Regions from separate parts of the Zea mays genome. Here region 2 is linked to region 1. The links are chromatin contacts, called in public Hi-C maps. All regions are on one chromosome and are shown on one strand. The core of a region is the stretch at or near the end of the contact, and the rest is flanking DNA. Distances in the headings are between cores, read along the strand shown.

The links. A called contact is a pair of places that touch in the nucleus more often than the background predicts.
Region 2: a Hi-C map of endosperm shows a contact between it and region 1, with 2.4 times the contacts expected there. The contact joins the promoter of LOC103646324 here to the promoter of LOC103646317 in region 1. A contact is called at or near these places in 3 of 25 Hi-C or Micro-C datasets (ear, endosperm and tassel).

Annotation. Positions count from the first base shown.
Region 1 is chr2:39,401,324-39,407,583 of Zm-B73-REFERENCE-NAM-5.0, reverse strand. LOC103646317 (C2 and GRAM domain-containing protein At5g50170) reads left to right here and starts at 3,418. Exons shown (of 7, transcript XM_008671046.4): 1 at 3,418-3,931; 2 at 5,027-6,184. The coding sequence starts at 3,505. It overlaps LOC103646318 (protein FAR1-RELATED SEQUENCE 6), which reads left to right. Exons shown (of 3, transcript XM_008671049.3): 2 at 1-1,436; 3 at 1,528-2,033. The coding sequence ends at 1,411.
Region 2 is chr2:40,119,452-40,125,711 of Zm-B73-REFERENCE-NAM-5.0, reverse strand. LOC103646324 reads right to left here and starts at 3,480. Exons shown (of 7, transcript XM_020548271.2): 1 at 3,219-3,480; 2 at 2,938-3,140; 3 at 2,356-2,797; 4 at 1,918-2,277; 5 at 1,660-1,838; 6 at 1-1,546. The coding sequence starts at 3,420.

The DNA of each region.
Region 1 (6,260 bases), core at 2,169-4,668:
TCATTCAAGGCCAGTAGTCAAAGCAGTCAGTGAAGTATTTCCAAATACTCGGCACAGATACAACCTTTGGCATATAATGAAAGAACTTCCTGAAATGTCTGGAAGAGTTGAGGATAAAGAAGCAGTCAGTCTGAGAATGAAAAAAGTAGTCTATGATACAATTACATCAGCTGATTTTGAGAGGGAGTGGGCTGAAATGATCAACCAATATAATCTCCATGATAACCAGTGGCTTACAACCTTGTTTGAAGAGAGGGCAAAATGGGTACCAGCATATGTAAAGGATACTTTTTGGGCTGGTATCTCCACTGTTCGCCGTAGTGAACGATTGGAGGCCTTTTTTGATGGATATATTACACCAGAAACCACAATAAAGACGTTCATTGAACAATTCGATACTGCTATGAAGCTCAGGTCTGATCGAGAAGCCTATGATGATTTCCGTTCATTTCAACAAAGGCCACAAGTCCTGTCTGGTCTTCTGTTTGAGGAGCAATTTGCAAATGTTTATACAATAAATATGTTCCAGAAATTCCAGGATCAGTTGAAGCAGCTGATGAATGTGAATTGCACTGAAGTCAGTAGGAATGGTTCAATAGTGACATACACGGTGACAGTAATTGGAAAGGAGAGGAAGTTTGACTACAGAGTGATGTATAACAGTGCTGAGAAAGAAGTGTGGTGCATCTGCAGGTCATTCCAGTTTAAAGGTATTTTATGTAGCCATGCTCTTGCTGTCTTGAAGCAAGAGCTTGTGATGCTAATACCTCCCAAATATATTCTTGATCGATGGCGAAAGGACTACAAATGCCCTGAGGAACCTAAGGAAACCCCCATTTCACAGAAAGCTGCTAAAGATACAGGGAAGGGCTCAAAACCAGAAAACATTCGGGAAGATCAAGTGGACAATCTCTACAAGCATGGACACCAGTACTTTGCTGACATTGTGGAAATGGGAGCTACTGACCCTGATGCGATGGAATACGTCCTTTCTGTGATGAAAGAAGCTAAAGAGAAAGTGCGCAAGTTTGAGGAGTCTCGAAAAGAGAAGAGGCCTGGAGAGGGTCCAGTTTCTGCTGGTAAAAAAGGGGCGAAGTTTTCGAAGCCATCCACACAAGAAGTTGGCAATACAACATCAGTTTCGACTCCGACTGAAGCAGTGGCTTCGGTCACAGTGGTGTCATCTCCTCCAATGGCGGCAGCCCCAACAATGATGGCTATGGCGCCACCTTCAGCAGCTGTGGCCGGAGGAATGTTTTTAGTACCAATGCACCCGCATCCCTTGGTGTTCCCACCCTTCCCCCCTGCAGTCCCACCAGCGGTAGCTCCTGTAGCACCACCTGCTGCACCAGCAACCAATGTTGTCTCCAACACCTCAAAGAAGCGAAAGAAAAGAAAGGGGAATAATTGATCTTCTGATGCTGATGAAATGATGAGTAAGCTGCGTTTTGCATATTGCTCCAATTGTATTTCGTTAAGATTAATGTTTCCTGAAATTTGTTGTTTTTACACTTAGATGTTTTCCAGATCTAAAACAAGATCAGATCGGCGAAGTAGAAAATGAGTTTGATCTCACACTACGCATCAGGCCTCGACATGAGAGTGAGCTATCGATTTATCTCTTCTGCGCGGGTTGGTCTTTCGAGAAAAATCTCTTCTGCGCGGGTTGGTCTTTCGAGAAAAATCTCTTCTGCTGGCTGTGCTACTGCTACCTATGAGACTACCTACTGCAGTCTGCATATTCCTGGGGTGTTGGCTTCACTGCTTCAGCTAGATGCTCTGCTGTGGCTGACGCAGTTCAGTCTAAGGAGAGATGCATTTTGGGCTCAGCACACTGATCTTGATTACTGTAGATTACTAGATTAGATTGCCTGTAGTGTACATTATCGTCCTCAGTGCCGGAAGTAATCTAACATGTAGTCCAGCTTATGAATGTAAAGATCTGTTTCTGATTATGGATTGCATTTATGGGGAAGGATCTGGATCTTATTAAGAAATTCTGATTTACAAGCATTTGCCGTCATTTGAGTTTATTGGACTATACTCTTTCCATTTGGCAATGTTTGTCTATCGTCTTGGGACTTGAGAGGATGTCTCTCAATACCCTATGTCCAATGAAGATATTATTAGAGGAGTACTTAGCCTATCTCTAGCAGATTTTATATTATATAAACAGCGCAGTTTACAGCTCTGCTGAGCGCGGTCTTATTGGGCGTGTTTGTGACCCAGATTTTATATTATATAAACAGCGCAGTTTACAGCTCTGCTGAGCGCGGTCTTATTGGGCGTGTTTGTGACCCTGTCCTTGGCCAGCTCGGCCCGTTCAACTGGTCCAGGCTGAGGCTAGCCACTCCCGGCTACTGCAACTCACTTTGTTTGCGCACTTGTACCATATGAGTCTGACTCAGATGAGCTGATGTTTGTCACCCAATATGCAGCCAGGCTAGAAGACCAAAACTACCTAAACGCGGAATCTTTGCGCCACGAGCAGCCAGGCTCCCAGGAAACGGACCTTGAGCTCGTTTCTGTGGAGCCAGGCTGAGAGACTCAATTTGCACGTGCATAGTCTGGCTCCCGAACAATCCAGACGACGCAAACACAGAAACTGCAGCCTGGGAGTGCAGCCAGGCTACTGGGTCATGGCGGCAAACACGTCCATTGTAAATATTTTGACTCCGCATACAAAGTAAATGCTTTGAAATTATTGCCATGTAGCTACGATCGAGTAATGTTTGTTTTAGAGCGCCGGTGAAGATGGGCAAACCGCTGCTTGGCGCTCCTCGAAGAAGCCTTAGAAAAATTGCTGTTGGCAAGCCATGCGTTCATGGTGGTTTTGTCTTGCCTTTATCCGCTTCTACTTCTGGAGAGACGAGACCGGCGCATGTGCTACACGAGTGACACCACGACGAGCAGGCACGGACGGTCATCTGACATCTGGAAGGCCCGAAGAATTCAAAGCCGCGCCGCGAACGCAACGCCTTCGCATCGCTCGCGGCTCGCCGTGACAACTGTGGGGGTGTTGGGTTTAGTCTAGGAACTAATTTTTAGTTATTTTATTTTATTTTATTTTAATCTTTAAAATGTTAAATATAGAAACTAAAATATAGTTTTAATTTTTATATTTAATAATTTAAGGACTAAAATGAATAGAATAGAGAAAATAAAAATTATTCAAAAAACCAAACACTTCCAAAGAGCTTCGGAGCTTTCAGCTTTCTTTCCCCCACTTTCTCAGTCAGTCAGTCAAGACTCAAGACGTTAACGCCGAGCCCAAACCGGAAACCGCGCCGCCTCATCGTCCCAGCGCCGCGTGTCGCGCTGCTCATTCCGCCGCGTGCCCGCGCCATCGGCACACGTCAGGCAGGGCCCCAGCCCCCACCTCCAAACTACTAGTACAAGTCTACAACCACGCTTCCCAGCCCGCCCGCCAAGGTCCCTACTACTTAAATAGTTAAATTCCGAGCCAAGGTCCCTCCTCATAGCTAGCTACCGCGATCGACCGCCATGCGGCTCTACGTGTACGTGCTCGAGGCGCGCGGGCTACCGGCGCCGCGTCAGCGCCGCGGCGGCGTCGTGCTGTTCTACGCGAAGGTGACGGTGGGGAAGCAGCGGTTCCGGACGCGGGCGGTGGAGGCGTCGGATCTGGGCGGCGCGGCAGTGGCGGCGGCGTGGAACGAGGAGTTCGTGTTCGCGGTGGGGTCGGACGGAGCTGCTGGGGGCGAGGAGCTCGAGGTCGCCGTGGCGCGGCGGGGAGCGAGAGGGAGGGAGGTGGTGGGCACGGTCAGGCTGCCCGTGCCGGCCGCCACCGCTGCTGCTGGTGCCCCGGGGGAGAGGCGGTCCGTGCCGCCGACGTGGTTCACGCTGCAGCTGCAGCGACGGCGGAAGGGCGTTGTCGGCGTCGACGGTGGCGACGAAGCCGCGGCGGATTGCGGTGCGTGCACAAGTTTGCTTTCGCGAGCATGATACATACGCTTGACGTTTCTGCCGTGCTGTGCTTATGCGTCTTTGCCAGTTCCTGCCGCTTGCCGCTTTTCAGGCGTCTAAACTTCAGTAACCGTTTGTCATTGGCAAGTACTCTGATAGTCGGATTGCGGAGTACGGACTACGAAGTCGGTCGCATACGTGATACGTCTGATAATTATTAGTTACCGTGATGCTTAGTACGGAACGTCAGGTTCTAATCTGATAGAACGCTGATCCTAGTGTTGTGGCTAGGGGTGGCAATGGATCGTGATCCAAATGCTTCTTCACAAAATTACAGGACCCTATATAAATTTAGTTTAAAAAATAAATAGAAATATAGTCCGATTCTAATCCGATCCAATTCTTAAATCTTATAGTCTAAAATTTAGAGCTCATTGTCACTAAATTAAATTAGTGTCTCTTGGTCGGCCTCTCCCCTGGCCAAATGTACAAATAAAATCTGGACTATTCGTCCAACGTTAAATTGGCCTATTTTATGGAAAAAAAAACCTCTTTTCTATATATTTATAGAAAAACTCCCCGCCCGTCTAGTCGACAGTCGTTAAATGTTGGATGAAAGGTTCAGATTTAATATGTTCAAAGCATGCACATAAATCTAGGATTGACCACTTTTTACTTGGGATAGAAATGCTAGTGACGGGTGATGGTACGCTTTAGGCAATTCAATCAACGGCAATGAGTTTGAATATGAATATGCCGGTATCACTTTCTGTTACGGTTGGACTTAAACAAATATGATTTAATATTATCAGTTATTTACAAATATGAAATAAACAGCACCCTAGTTCCATTAGAAGATTAGTATGTACCTGAACCGTATATATGATCCAGTTTTGTAGGTCTCATCCAATTCAAGACGTCTTCAGGTTTCAGATGTTCAGTATATGCTATTGTATTTCTTTCTTCAGTAAAGGATTGCTTATTATTCATGGTTACACTGGGCATACTTTCCAGCGTCATAGATTGTATGATGATTGCACTTTCCATTACTTCACACGAATGGTCTATCCGTAACGATCTTATTCTTATCGCTTTCAAACAGGGAAAATTCTCCTCAGCTTTTCACTCTACGGAGAAAACAACGTCAACTCTGTCGTCCACACCGATGCCGAAGTGGAGAGATCACTTGACATGGAACATTCAAGTTGTAACAATGGTGGGGTGGTTGATTCTCCCAGGAGCCATGACACAGATAACTCTGAGCATTTCACACAAGAAGATTGCAATTCAATTACTGAAGTTGATGACCTAGCGGAGACTAGCACTACGGCAACAGCAAACGGTGCGAGTGACACCGAACGTATGGTCCCAGATGCTGCTGCTAGCTTCTTCGAAGAAGCTATGGAGATCATGAAATCTAGAAGAAGCACACCAGAATTGCCACAAGATCTCGACGGCGGCATCATATTTGAGCACGCTTATCTTGTGGGGTCGAAAGAGCTGAACCATCTTCTGTTCAGACCTGACTCTCAGTTCTTCAAAGACGTGCGCGAGCTTCAAGGTACCATGGACTACGAGGAGCAGCCGTGGACATGGAAGAGCGCGGATCCTCCTAGCTTAACTAGGACATGCCGATACACCACAGGCGCATCTAATAAGTTTATGAAAGCCGTCAAGACCAGTGAGGAGCAGACGTACCTTAGAGCAGACGGCAAGAGTTTTGTGGTCACGGCTCGTGTCCGTACTCCCGAAGTGCCCTTCGGGAACTGTTTCGCAGTCGTCCTGCTCTACAAGATAGTCCACAGGACCGGCGAAGAAGGCGCGCATCTGACTGTATCATACAACGTAGACTTCCTTCAGAGCACCATGATGAGAAGCGTGATCGAGGGGAGTGTTCGAGACGGGCTGAGAGAAAATTTCCAGGGTTTCGCTCAAGTATTGTCTAGGCATGTTGTTGAAGTGGCCGGTTCTGTCGGGATGAGCAAAGAGCAGTTGCTGGCGCCATTGCAGGTAGAACACCGCCAGTCAGATATCAGGCTCGCTTACAGGTACTTTTGCAATTTCACTGCCGTTTCGACGGTGCTGTTTGCACTGTATGTTCTTGTGCACATCTTTCTGTCAGGACCAGCAGGCCTTGAGTTCAGTGGTCTAGATCTACCTGACTCATTCGGAGAGCTGATCACAGCTGGCGTACTAGTCCTCCAATTGCAGCGCTTACTGAATATGGTGACCCATTTTGTAGAGGCAAGGTTACAGAGAGGTATGATCTTCTCTTCAATTGTTTGTTTTGTTTTCAATTCCTCGTAATACTACTACACACATGCTTCGATAACTCT
Region 2 (6,260 bases), core at 2,231-4,730, 720 kb before region 1:
CAGAAGAACATTCCACTGTCTTCTCTACATCTGCAGAATAAATATTTCTACCAGCAACAATGATAAGATCTTTGATCCTTCCTGTAATAAAAAGTTTACCATCAATGATCCGTCCTAAATCACCAGTCCTTGTAAACTTTATGTTAGGGTAATTCTTGAGCCAATTGCAAAAGGTTCTCTGGCTTGTTTCCTTATTGTTCCAATAACCAACTCCAGAACTAGAACTGCTGATCCATATCTCACCCTCAGCACCATCCTCTTGATGCTCTGTCAAATAGTCCGGATCAACAATTCTGATCACAACATCTGTATCATTTGTATCAACATACCCACAACAAATTCTTCCCTGCCAGTCTATAAAAATGGGCTTGCATTCACCAAAAGCACAGCTAACATAGACACAGTTCTCAGCCAGGCCATATCCAGGAGCAAGTACACCTTCAGAAAAGCCCAAAGGTTGAGTCAACTCTATGAACCTTTTGACAGTTTTTTGCCTTACTGGCTCTGCGGCAATCATGAGAAAGACCATTGAAGAGAGGTCATACATTTTGTTCTTCTCAGTCTCAAGCCGTCTTATAACCAATTCAAATGCAAAGTTTGGCCCTGCACTGTGTGTTCCATGGTAGTCACTTATTGTTTTGAGCCATATAAGGGGGTTTCTGATAAATGTCATTGGTGAAAATAGAATGGAAGTTCCTCCACTTACAAGAGTAGTGAAAAGACCCCCTATTAGACCCATGTCATGGTATTGTGGAAGCCAACTGATAAGGACAGTTTTTGAAGTACTTCTATATCGCTTCTTCATCATCTTCACATTGTGGATTAGTCCACCATGTGTTATCATCACACCCTTGGCATCACCAGTGGAACCTGAAGTGAATTGTAGAAAGCATAACTCACTTGGTTGGGGCTTGGTAATCATAGGCACAACACTTTCTGAGTTGAAGCTGCCTGGACTTCGTCGATAGTTCTTAATCCATGAGTCAGTGTGAATCCATGGGAGGTCAGGCCACTGAGCTGAGCATTTCTGAGCACTCTTCGTTAGAGTGACAATATTCTTGATATAGCCTGCACGTACAGCAGCATGGTATGAAGAGGTGGATAGAATTGCCACAGCATTGCACACCTTAGAAACATTCTCAACTTTCAGAAGCGCTTGCCCACCCCTTTGCATTGGGTCAGGGGGCAAAACTGGTACTGGTATAACTCCTGCTCTGATGCATCCAAAGAATGCATCAACAAACTCCAAACCAGGTAGATGAATAAGGAGAACTCTATCACCAGGCTTGATAATAGGCTTTGTGCTTGTCAATAGCTTATATGCAATGTAAGATACATTATCATGAAGCTCCTGGTAGGTTCTACGATTCATGATCTTCCCTTCTTCATTGATCCAAGTGTAGATAAACTTCTCTGCGGTGACTCTATGAGTTCCCCAGTATTGTAAATATCCATCCAGGGATGGAAGATGGGGGAATTCAACCCCTTCAAGTTCACCAATATCTCTAGGAGGTGAAGGAATTCCTTTGGATAGGGGGAAAAGTCTCTGCATAAACAAGTATTAAGTATTGACAAACATAAGCATAATTCCTTTGGGTAATATAAGTTCAAATAATACTTGAAGTATATCAGGAGTCAGGACAGTATTTCGTGGCTCACCTTAACATAAGGAACCTTTGGTAGCTCACTGGCAATGGCAAAGTGTTTACAAACAGATGAAATGGAGTAAAATGCATTTCTTTCAGTTAGCTCAAACGCTAGCAGGCCTCCAACAAAGTAAGTGTTCTGAAAACCTTGCAGCTGAGACTCCACCTTCTCGTAGAATCCATTTTTCATGTCTGCAATGCAGAGAATCATTATTGTTGGAATGCATAATTGAATTACTTGATAATCAGAGGCAACCCTGCCAACCTATACCTTCACTGCTGACATGAGGGAAATATTTAAATCGTCGCTGTAAAAGCACTCTCTGGACAGTTCCTCCCATAGATGTCACAACATTGGTTACACATTTAGCCACATATGACTCCTTGATGTCCGCTGAATTTCCATAAGACCAGAACAAGAAAATATTTGTGTCAGCAAAGAATCTTTGCATTGCCACTGGATGTCCTACTGTTGTTGGATCCTCCATGTATTCCCCGAAGTAGAAAAAGCCCTTTGGTATGTGCTCAAATCCTTCAATCTTAACAACAGTAGTATAGTAGTCAATTGTCTGTACCTTACTGAATAGCTCTCTTTCAAGATCATTCAGTTCTACCACTTCATTTTCTCCATCTGATAAATAGCATATATATTCAGATGGCTGGAGTACCAGCTTCAATCAAACAAAAGGTGAATTTAAATCATACTTACCAGTCATACTTAAAGAACGATATGTTTTCCCATTTTTGAAAGGAAGAGCCCCTGACAATATAATTTTGTCAAACTCCCTAACTTCTACATCATCATTGTTGTTCTTGATAATTACACTTGCGACACAGTTGTTACGCTTGACTCTGAGAACCTCCGTGCCACAAAGAACTTCAAATGGTAATGACTGACTAAGTTTATCCCACAGACTCATGTAACCATGCTTGAAACGTCGGATCTTGCCAGCCATAGAGGTTCTAGTAAACTCATGTATGAAAGCATAGGGCATGTCTTGAACAAAACCATAGCCAGAAGCAGTGTAACCATATACTACAGATTTTGGCATTGAACTTATTCCATGTTGCATCAAAAAGTCAAGAGTTGGATCTGAGGCCAATCCACTGACTGCATGAATTCCCACTCCTCCAGACCTATTTGCCTCATCCTATAAGAAGTACCAAAGAACATACATGTAAGCAACAGAAAGAAGTGCGAAGTAGACCAAACCATTAGTTATTATTACTGAAAATCGTATTCCTTTTGATCACTTTATAAGTAGTCCAAATTATTCTAGAAAAAACTTGCCTGTAATTTTAGCGTTAGAGAAACCATGGATACATAGTCCTCAGCAACTTCAAGATCTCGAATGTTTCCTGTTTGGCTGTCAATAAGAGCAAGCTTGTGTGTATCCATGTCTTCAAATTCAGAACCTAGTTCCTTTGCCAGATGAGTTATAACAGGGGCACTGTTTGCTGCTATAACTTGTCCTCCCAGATCATATGTCCTTCCTGAATAACAATGTCAATGATAATAAATACACAGATGTCAAAACAATTGAACAAGAGTGCATTAGTCAAGTTCCTCACCCTCGATATCAATGGACTCGCACATCCCTGAAACATTATGACATCTCTCAAACACGGTTACATTGTGATACCCTAGCTTAGCTAGTGCATATGCTGCTGATAAGCCGCTTGGCCCTGCTCCAACTATGCCAATTCTGGTGTCTACTGGAAAACTTGGATGCAACTTGCTGAATTTATCATCTATTGATTTTCCTGGATCCATATTTGATCTATTGCCGATCTGGATAATCACCTGCTGAATTTATATGAAGAAAAAGCTCTGTTAGCACCTTTGGACATTCATTTTTGTGGCATCCACAAGTGAACCAAGGAAATTTGGAGAACCTAACTTGCCATGCTCTTAACTAATTATTTTTTTTCCAAACTACAACTTAAGGATATGTCAGCTACTATCGTAATTAACATATCAAGTAGCCACTAGGAGGTTGTAGTTTTGCTTCCTCATATGAAATGATACTAATTAGAAAATAGAAATGTTAATGATTAGAGCATTAGCCTGTTGGCTAACATGTAATTACTAGATATTTTTTTGCGAAGTGGTTGTGGTGTCACTTTAATATGACATGATGAATAGCAAGATGAGAAACCTATTTGGCCATATACTGCATGCAGACCATGAAGCCAAAGTAACAGGCAGATATATCATATAGGTCAGCAAATTGTACTATAAAAAATAACATCAAGCTCCATAATGTACTAGCTCATATCAATGTGGCGCAATTAGTCTAGGGCTTTTCAAGGTGGCTCGGCATTGTAGAAGAAGACATAAAATGGAATTGAACTCGGCGTACTTATTTGACACGTGTAGCCATACCAAATATGAACCTAACCATGGTGTTGTTCTGACTAAATATTCCACGCTCATCTCTATTCAGACACCTCCATCAAGAAATAGCTTTACTCAGATTCGATTCAACGATATTTTACTAGCCAAACAGACCGCCAGGGAGGAATAACAGGAAAGAACTGAACAAGGTGTCACAAATGCCATGTACTGTTGTACAGCATTTGCATATCACATTACTATGGGATCGAATATTTGCAACGACGAGCCAAGTACAGTCTCGATCCCAGATGATAAAAATATTGTAAAAATTAAATAAACCCAGAATAAGTCTTAAAAATGAGATGAAATACTTACTGGGCAAAATTAAGAATACTCCTAGAAGCCATGTGATAAAAGGCACCTGCGATCGCATCCCCAGGTGCCAGAGCAAAAGCGAGCAAGCATCCAGACAGGCTCACGGAGGAAGCACAATGCTATATTGCTAAAGCAAATATAGCAAAGAGGATGGAGCAGGGTCGTGTGTCTCGTCCAGAGCGGAAGAGCGGGGACTGAGCCGTACCTCTCCTCCGGGCTCCAGGCGGCGGGTGCACCCAGCACCCCGGGTGGCGAGGAAGCGCGGGCGGTTGGCGCCAAATGGCAAGACCCGGTTAGGGAAAGGGAGTCGTCCGGGTCCAAGTTGTCCCTCCGGGTGGTGGCATGGCGGGGTGACCTCAGGGCGGAGTATTTAAGCACGCCCAGATTCTCCCGCGGCGCCAAGGGCGTCGCGACAAGGGGACGCGGGTCGCGCCGTGACCCGGAGGCGATAGCGACCTCGCGGTCGCGGAGTTACGGCCAAGGGGACGGGCGGGCATATTCGTGGTGAAGCCCTCGCCCCCCACGGAAGTTACCGGGCGGTGCAAGGTTGTGGCCTCCGCCGGGAAGGTGGTTGTTTTCTCAGCAACGGGTGGGTAAATGACAGTGGGTGAGAGTGAGAGGGTTTGGGTGGCGCACTGTACTAGCGCACGGGGGCGTTCCGCTTCGCCCTCGCGCAGGCGCAGCCCGTGAGGGGCGCCTGCCACCGCGGTCAACGCCCGCGCCAGATCGCTCACCTCCTCGTCCGCTCCCCCGTCCGGCGCACTTGATCTCGCCGGCGAATCAGCGATTGCCCCATCCGCGGCCGCTCATCGTTCGGGGCGAGCAGGTCGGCACTGTCCCTGTCCGTGCTCTCCCTCTCCATATGCGGGTGTTGAACAGCACTTCCTCCTCCTCCCTCGACTGTGATTGAGTTGCTGGACACCGGCTCCTTCGTTTCTGAGTCCGGTGGTGGGACGGATCTCATCATTCACAGAGGGCAGCAGGCTAATACTGATGAAAACTAGCACTACTATAGTATTTTTTGATCAAATTGCACCGCCTCCTTACAGATTATGAGTAAGAAATTTAAAATCTGGAGACAGAAAACACTAGGGTGTTAGACACGATTGGCAATCGACGTTTAATATAAACTACTAGTACAATGTACGAGGTTTGCTACGGCAGACAAGGGTATCCCAAACTCATAAAAAATAAATTTAATATCAAATCAACATATTATTTTATCATATATTAAATTGATAAAAACAAATATTACACTTTATTTATATCATTGTTACTATATAATTCACCAGTTTAAACTTTATAAAACTTACCTAACCAAATCACCCTCACACTCATAACATCCATTAAATCCACCAAATAAATTGTACTCAGATTTAGATCACTGGATAATCTTCTCCCCTTATTCAAATACAATAAACAATATTATTTAGATCATTCCTCACCCGTCCCTATCTCCCTCTGTGCGACCCAGCCGCTCCAACCTCCTTATCCCCCTCCCTGTGTCCCTGCCGCCCCTCCCTCTCACTTGCGCCACCGCTAACCCCCTCCCATCGCACCACCGCGCTACCATCGACTCATCATGTTCTCGGAATCGTAGCGTTAGCACGACCTATATAATAGTCTTAATAAAAAAGTCGAGAAAGATATAAGTTGAAAATAAGTTCGACCCCTTTTGATATAGCTCGCTCGGTCGCTCGTACTCCTTCAGCTAGCGAGGTAGTGCTATGTGTTTGCGTTGTTCTGCCTTAGGACCCGAGAGACCGAGCTTTATAATCGTTTGGTGGAATCTTATAAAATAGGGTGTGCATGTTTTATGGTTTGACTTTTGAGCCCTATTTTTAACATAGAGCCACATTTAGAGCCACTCTGACATCTCATCTCCCATCTCGTTCACTATT